Regions from separate parts of the Ovis aries genome. Here region 2 is linked to region 1. Evidence: chromatin contacts called from public Hi-C data. All regions are on one chromosome and are shown on one strand. The core of a region is the stretch at or near the end of the contact, and the rest is flanking DNA. Distances in the headings are between cores, read along the strand shown.

Region 1 (3,515 bases), core at 118-2,617:
TAATAATTTTGGGGGGCTTTCGCTCAGTCAGGCTTTAGCCTGGGTTCTGGGAATGAATAAGATAATTTCTGCCCTTGGAGGTAGATACAAGGTTGGAGATAGAAGTAAGAGGGTAGAATAACTGAACATAAATGAGAATTACTAGGAAAGATAAAATAGGGCGAGGGGGTAGAGTTGAAGGAGTGGGGCTCTTTCTGTGCCTGGGCTAACGAGATTCTTTTTGGATGGGTTATATTTGAGTGGAGACCTGAGGCTGAGAAGGTAGCTGAGGGACTGTCAGATGGAGCAGGGAAAACAAAAGTGCAAAGAGGAGGAGAGAGGTGCGAGTTGCAGGGGCAGCAGGCCACATGGAACCAGGTTTGAGTTTGGGTGTTTTGGAGTTAGAATGAGAGACCTTTGGAGACTGAAAGAGCTTTTGCGATGATCCTGCTTTGGAAAGCTCGCTCTGACCCTGGATCGGGGATGGATGTGAGGGCACGCAGGCATAAGACGTGAGAGGAGGAGTCGAGAGGCGGGGCCGGGAGACCACGTGCTGCAGTCTAGGTGAGAAATCATGAAGCTTGGAGAAGAAGGTGATATTGGAGATGGTGAAAAGTAATCTCTTTTATCCCTGCATCTGATTAGTCCACCAGTTATTACAGATTCTGGACTTACTATCTCTGCTGCTTCCTCTGTTTTTAGTCCCTTTCCAGCCTAGCCCACTGTCAGGCTCCCCTCACAACACTGTTAGAGCAGTTCTTCCAGAGTGGGAGTCCTTCCCTGATGAAAATGCACTGGTGCTCAGTGGCTTTCTCAGTACTCTTTAGGGGCAGCTGCTTTCTCGCTCCCTTAAGGGCTCATCTCTTGAGACTCACTCTCCACAAACTTTCCTGAGCGGAATCAGTGATGTATTCACTGTCCATATTGGTGGTCTTCTCTGAGTATGGAAGGGCTTGAGAGCACTCTTTGCTCTTGTATGGACAGCCTGACGAAGGAGTCCTGCACCGCTCATCTCCGCTGTTGACCATCTCTCAAGCCTTTCCAGGCGCCTCATCACTGTCGCACAGAGTCTGACTTAGATGCCCCTCTGCTGCTGCTGTTCAGTCACCAAGGCATGTCTGACTCTTTGTGACCGCGTGGACTGTAGCCCACCATGCTCCTCTGTCCGTGGGATTTCCCAGGTGAGCATACTGGAGTGGGTTGCCGTTGCCTTCTCCAGAGGATCTCCCCAACCCAGGGACTGAACCCACGTCTCCTACGTGGGCAGGCGAATTCTTAACCACTGAGCCGCTGCTCCTGGGGAAGCCCGCCCTTGCTCTGTATTTCTGCTATATTCTCTGCACCGCCCTGTCAGCTTGACGCTGCTAACTGCCTTGTCTGTTTTTACGGCTAAATTATAAACTCACGGAGGGCAAAGAGCATATCAGAGATGAGTTTTGTATTCCCAGTGTCTAACATACTACCTGAAAACATGCATTAGTAGATTTATGTGCTGAATGACTTAATTCAGAAGTGTTAAAAGATGCCTACTTTGATTATTGATTTGATTATTGATACCTACTTTGATTATCAGATACCTGCTACCTGCTTTGTTTACTGATCAGCTCTGTTTCGTCCCATGGCGAACTGATTGTCTTTTACTGGAAAAGTTAGAGGCCTGAGTCAGGATTTCATTAGGGAGCGCGTGGAGGCCTGGTCCGTGTTTATTGAGTGGATCTCTGTCTGACGGTGCAGAGAGCTGCAGGAGAGAGTGGGTGTGGGGTGGCCGTTTGGTCTCGGAAGGAGAGGGAGATGTTTCAGCAGAGGGTGAGGCGGCAGCCAAACTTCACGGGTGCAGAAGTGAGCAGAAGGTGAGAAGGTTGGCTGTGCCTTTAAGAGGTTATTTGATCAAAGCATTTGGTTTTTCTTCTTAGTGTCTTCCTGTTTTTTTAAATAAGCCTCAGGTCAATTTGAGGGCCGAAAAGAAGAGGGTATAAATGGGAGGAGAGAGTATATTTAGGAGGTGAATGATGTGTAGGTACTCAGTCACTTTGGAAAGGAAGGTAGTCTTCATTTTCAGAGACTCAATACTAGGACAGGGTATTGCATAATATATTTTTATAAGAGTCTCCCTCAGAAATTATTTAAAATAAGGTAGATGGAGTGATTGACTCAGAATGCCAAAGAGTTGAGTTTAAAAGCAACCTCACTCACTGTTCAGAAAAATTTATTGATAGAATTGCAATAAGCAAGATTATATTTTTCTATAAATGCTTTTTCATTGTTTTATATTTAATGTTTTCCTGTTTTATGTGCTTAATAATTTAGTATTTATATATCACGTTATAATTCACAAAGTCCTGATATAATAATAGTAATTTCTCCTAAGACATCTGCTGCTGAGAGAGGTTAAGTTACTTGTTGAAGGTTATGTCAGTTTATATATATATTAAGCCTTTGTAAGCCAGACACTTTTCTTAGCCATTTGTCAATATTAACTCATTTAATCCTCTTAATAAATCTATGAGGTAGGTACCATTATTTTATAGATATAAAAACTGAGGCAGTGTAGGGTAAGGGAGCTTGCCAGTAGTGGAACCAGGATTTGAACCTAGACAATCTGGCTGCAGAATTTACTCTCTCAACTATTGTTATGCTGTCTCTTAGTAAATGTGGGTGCAGAAGTTCAGATTCAGACTTGCCTCTGGTAAGTGATAGTTTATTTTCAATTGTTGTTACTCTCTTCCTCCTACTCCCACCCACATCAGCCAGACTAAAGGACTTCTGTTAGTGAAAGTTTACTTGTTGACAGGATCTGAGTTGGGTTTCTTCTAACTTCTAACGTTACTAGATGTTGAGAGTTTTATATTGTTTGCTATAAAATGTAGTTTTGTTTTGTTTTTTACTAACCTCTGACTTGGCATCTGGTCCCATCACTTCATGGGAAATAGATGTGGAAACAGTGTCAGACTTTATTTTTTTGGGCTCCAGAATCACTGCAGATGGTGATTGCAGCCATGAAATTAAAAGACGCTTACTCCTTGGAAGGAAAGTTATGGCCAACCTAGATATTAAAAAAGCAGAGATATTACCTTGCCAACAAAGGTCCGTCTAGTCATGGCTGTGGTTTTTCCTGTGGTCATGTATGGATGTGAGAGTTGGACTGTGAAGAAGGCTGAGCACCAAAGAATTCATGCTTTTGAACTGTGGTGCTGGAGAAGACTCTTGAGAGTCCCTTGGACTGCAAGGAGATCCAACCAGTCCATTCTAAAGGAGATCAGCCCTGGGTGTTCACTGGAAGGACTGAGGCTGAGGCTGAAACTCCAGTACTTTGGCTACCTCACCAAAGAGCTGACTCATTGGAAAAGACCCTGATGCTGGGAGGGATTGGGGGCAGGAGGAGAAGGGGACGACAGAGGATGAGATGGCTGGATGGCATCACCGACTCAATGCACATAAGTTCGGGTGAACTCCGAGAGTTGATGATGGACACAAGGAGGCCTGGTGTGCTGCGATTCATGGGGTCGCAGAGTCGGACACAACTGAGCAACTGAACT
Region 2 (3,735 bases), core at 135-2,634, 210 kb before region 1:
GCCTGGAGATACATTACCAAAACGAAAGGTGTATGTGTGCAGGACAGGTGTCCAGTAGTTCTGAAACTGTTTTTCTTACTTCTCTTTTAGAACATATTGCAAAGTCAAGTGTCTGTCTAGCTCCTTGAACTGCCATCAAACAGGCTTACTTCCTGCCCTACTAGGAAATTCCCAGGGTATCATTTTGAAAATGATCAAGCCAACCCTATTAGAAATGGTCTATATTTAAAGTGGTATGATAAATACAATATGAATGTACAAGAACCGTACATTCATGTGATATAATTACCATATATGTGAAACTCGCTTTGAAAATCTGGAATGGATATTTTTGAGTGCCTAATCGCAGGAAGATCTGGAGGTTTTGTGTACTATAATTATACACAGTGCTGGGAAACAAAGGAGTGAATGCTATAGCATTTTAATGAAGAGACTGTGTAATGTAGGCTTGGATTCTTTTGTTTTTCTTCCCTCCTACTCAACACTTCCCCGCAGCATTTCAACTTCTATCTTTTGAAATTAGCTCTCTGATTAAAATATTTTAATATTCAAAATACTAATTTAATTTTTTAAGCTGTAAGTTTCATTAATCTTTTAAAATAAATTTTCTCAACGTAGGATAACCAAGGATATATGATCTTCAATACTTCACAGTAACATCAACCAAGAGTCATAGGTTAAGATCCACACAGTGAAGAAAGCTTTAGAGATTCATTTATAAAAGCTAATCAAAAGTTCTTGACTATCTCAGGGACACTGTATAACCCTCTACAGGTTTTGCGTTGTGTTGTACTTTAGGGGCCTGAACAGCTTAGTTTGCCCTACAAGTTTTCTCAGAATCAGGTCTTTTGGTGCTAAAATGAAGAAGTGAAAGTTGCTCAGTAGCGTCCGACTCTTTGCGACCCCATGGACCATACAGTCCATGGAATACTTCAGGCAATAATACTAGGTAGCCTATCCCTTCTCCAGCAGATCTTCCCGACCCAGAAATTGAACTGGGGTCTCCTGCATTGCAGGAAAATTCTTTACCAGAGTCCTCCACAAACTGGATCACAAACTTGGTCACCCCATCACTTGTTAGTCAAAACGTAAATAACATGATTCTGAGTCAGTGAGAACTCACATTCTAATGGAGCAGGTAGACGTGTCCACGAAGGGTGAAAAGCTGACAGAATTACACAACAGCTGTAATAGAGACTTGAGCATTCAACTGGAGGACGCTGGAGGGTGAAATGACTAATCCTGATTTTGAAAGATTTTGCAGAGAAGGTAGAATTTGAACCAGTATTTCAAGTGGGCGCCAGATTGAAAGAATACACTGCATAAGTGAGACATGGAAAGACTGTGTACCTGGGGGTGATGGGTCATCTCAGGCGTGGCTGGAGGCCAGGCAAGAGCAGGCGCGTAACTGGGGACGAGACGAGAGGCTGGCCTGACGCAGGGCTTCACCTGTCTCCATCAGCAACAGCCCGTCGAGGGACGCTTTTCAGGAAGGGTGCTACTGCTCCATGCTTCAAACACCCACGTCCTTTTTGTTAGTAAGAAATAGAGACCCTAAGACGTGCCATTGTGTATGTGTGTGTGTTAGGTGCTTAGTCGGGTCCGTCTCTTTGCAACCCCACAGACTGCAGCCCTCCAGGCCCCCGCATCCATGGGATTCTCCAGGCAAGAACATTGGAGTGGGCTGCCATTTCCCTCTCCAAAAGGATCTGTAGAAAGAAAGAAAGTGAAGTCGCTCAGTCATGTCCGACTCTTTGCGACCCCATGGATTGCAGCCTACCAGGCTCCTCCGTCCATGGAATTTTCCAGGCAAGAGTTGCCATTTCCTTCTCCGATGTGACACTGGGTTTTCCAAATAGCATTTCAAAGATGCTACTTTTTCTTGTTTGTTTTTACTTTTCAGCTGAGGGGGAATGATCTGCTACATATTTTAGGAAGAGGATTCTGCTGGTATTGTGAAAGACACATTGAAGAAATGAGACGTGAAGCAGAGAAACTATAGAGGAAGCTACTTTAAACGTTTACACTGAAAATGTTGATAGTAGAGATAGGAAGGAGAAGACAGTGGTTAGATGCATTTGCTAGGTAGACCTGACAGAATTTAGCATCTTGACCCATGATGCAACGAGTGGGAGAAAGCAATCAGTGATTCCTGGGATCCTAAGCTAAGGGAGAAAAGCATTTGCAGATAAGATAAAGAGTTTTGTTTTATTTCTAATCAAAAAGAATAAGAAGCCTATTTAAGTTACATTAAATTAATAAATTATCCTTAGTCTCACACTGATTTGACATATTTATACTCATACATTTTATAAGAATTAAGATCACCCTGTAAAATAATTTAATCTTTGATATCTATTACCAGAATTTTTTCATGCCAAAGGCTTCTTTCTAGTATTTTTAAATGACTGTTTAGGCTTCCATCTGGTCATGAGCATTCTAGGTGTGTTTTGTTTCTTCCTGACCTCCAAGTCTGCAAAGTATTTCATTTGTTAAATTCTGATTTCAAGAATCAAATTCCCAGGAAAAAGTATCAGGTTGAATAATATCCAGTTGACAACACTGTGTATTTGTGATTTTGACTCTTTGGCCAGAAAAGGTCTTCTGAAACCTTACAGATTGCACCATCTTAAAGGTTTTATATCCAGAGATTCTATGTGAAATGTTCAATGGGAAGCAAAAAGGTCCGTGGTCCAGCTGCTGATGAGACCTTCTTTGTGTAAAATTCTCCAAGTGCTGGAATTGAAAACACTGGTGCTCTCCTACAAAAGCAATACTTGGTCTTTCTGTAACTGAATGATACTTAATCAGCATGAGTGAGTGAATAAAAGTCACTCCGTGGTGTTCAACTCTTTGAGAATCCTCCAGGCCAGAATCCTGGAGTGGGTAGCCTTTCCCTTCTCCAGGGGATCTTCCCAACCCAGGGACAGAACCCGGGTCTCCCGAGTTGCAGGTGGATTCTTTACCAGCTGTGTCACAACGGAAGCCTAATTAATCAGCCTGACCTTTATTAAGTGACTGCTCTGAGTGAAGCCCTATGCTAGGTTCTAAGACAGGAGATGAATTGAATACGGACTTGCCTCTCTAAGCCAGTGGAAGAGTTACTTAAGGTGCAGATTCCAAGACCATGCCTCTAAAAATCAGATTTTAGTAAGTCCTGGACTGCAGTTTAGGAATCTACACTTTCAGAAGGCCCCCTAGTGACCCTGATGCACATGAGAAATTCTTACAGCCAGTAGGCAGGCTCTGAGTCTACAATACACCAGCTGCGGGGCCCTGAGAAAGTTCCTTAGTCAATCAAAGCCTTTTCCTCATCTAGAATAATAATTATATACAATAGAGTTGCAAGTTTAACTGAAAACACATATACAACATAGAGTCATAAGTGGTAACTGAAAGTTATGTGTTGCATGAGGCCCAGTGAATGAAAATACATGGCCTCGTTAAAAAACAGTAATTTCAAGAGACCAACAGCAGAGAATTAAACCAAGCATGGTGATGGTTTAGTAGCTAAGTTGTGCCCAGCTCTTGCGACCCCATGGACTGCAGCCTGCCAGGTTCCTCTGTCCATGGGATTCTCCAGGCAAGAACACTGGAGTGGGTTGCTGTGGCCTCCTCCAGGGGATCTCCCCAACCCAAGGATGGAACCCGTGTCTCTTGCGTCTCCTGCATTGACAGGTGGATTCTTTACCACTAGCACCATCGGGGAAGCTCACTGGAAAATATACTCATATA

Evidence for each region. Hi-C and Micro-C count contacts between places; a contact is called where the count stands out from the background.
Region 2: a Hi-C map of retroperitoneal adipose tissue shows a contact between it and region 1, with 4 times the contacts expected there. The contact joins two enhancer-like sites. A contact is called at or near these places in 14 of 16 Hi-C or Micro-C datasets (blood, hypothalamus, liver and 7 more).

What each region holds. Positions count from the first base shown.
Region 1 is chr9:89,282,948-89,286,462 of ARS-UI_Ramb_v3.0, reverse strand. All of the region lies in intron 2 of WWP1 (WW domain containing E3 ubiquitin protein ligase 1), which reads left to right. Among named protein-coding and RNA genes, the nearest start is that of WWP1, 20 kb to the left of the region's middle. Within about 2 kb of position 1,367, at least 3 of the 54 cell types and tissues checked have an H3K27ac peak or open chromatin away from gene starts, as enhancers often do.
Region 2 is chr9:89,497,075-89,500,809 of ARS-UI_Ramb_v3.0, reverse strand. The region is part of intron 2 of ATP6V0D2 (ATPase H+ transporting V0 subunit d2); the gene reads left to right. Among named protein-coding and RNA genes, the nearest start is that of ATP6V0D2, 22 kb to the left of the region's middle. Within about 2 kb of position 1,384, at least 3 of the 54 cell types and tissues checked have an H3K27ac peak or open chromatin away from gene starts, as enhancers often do.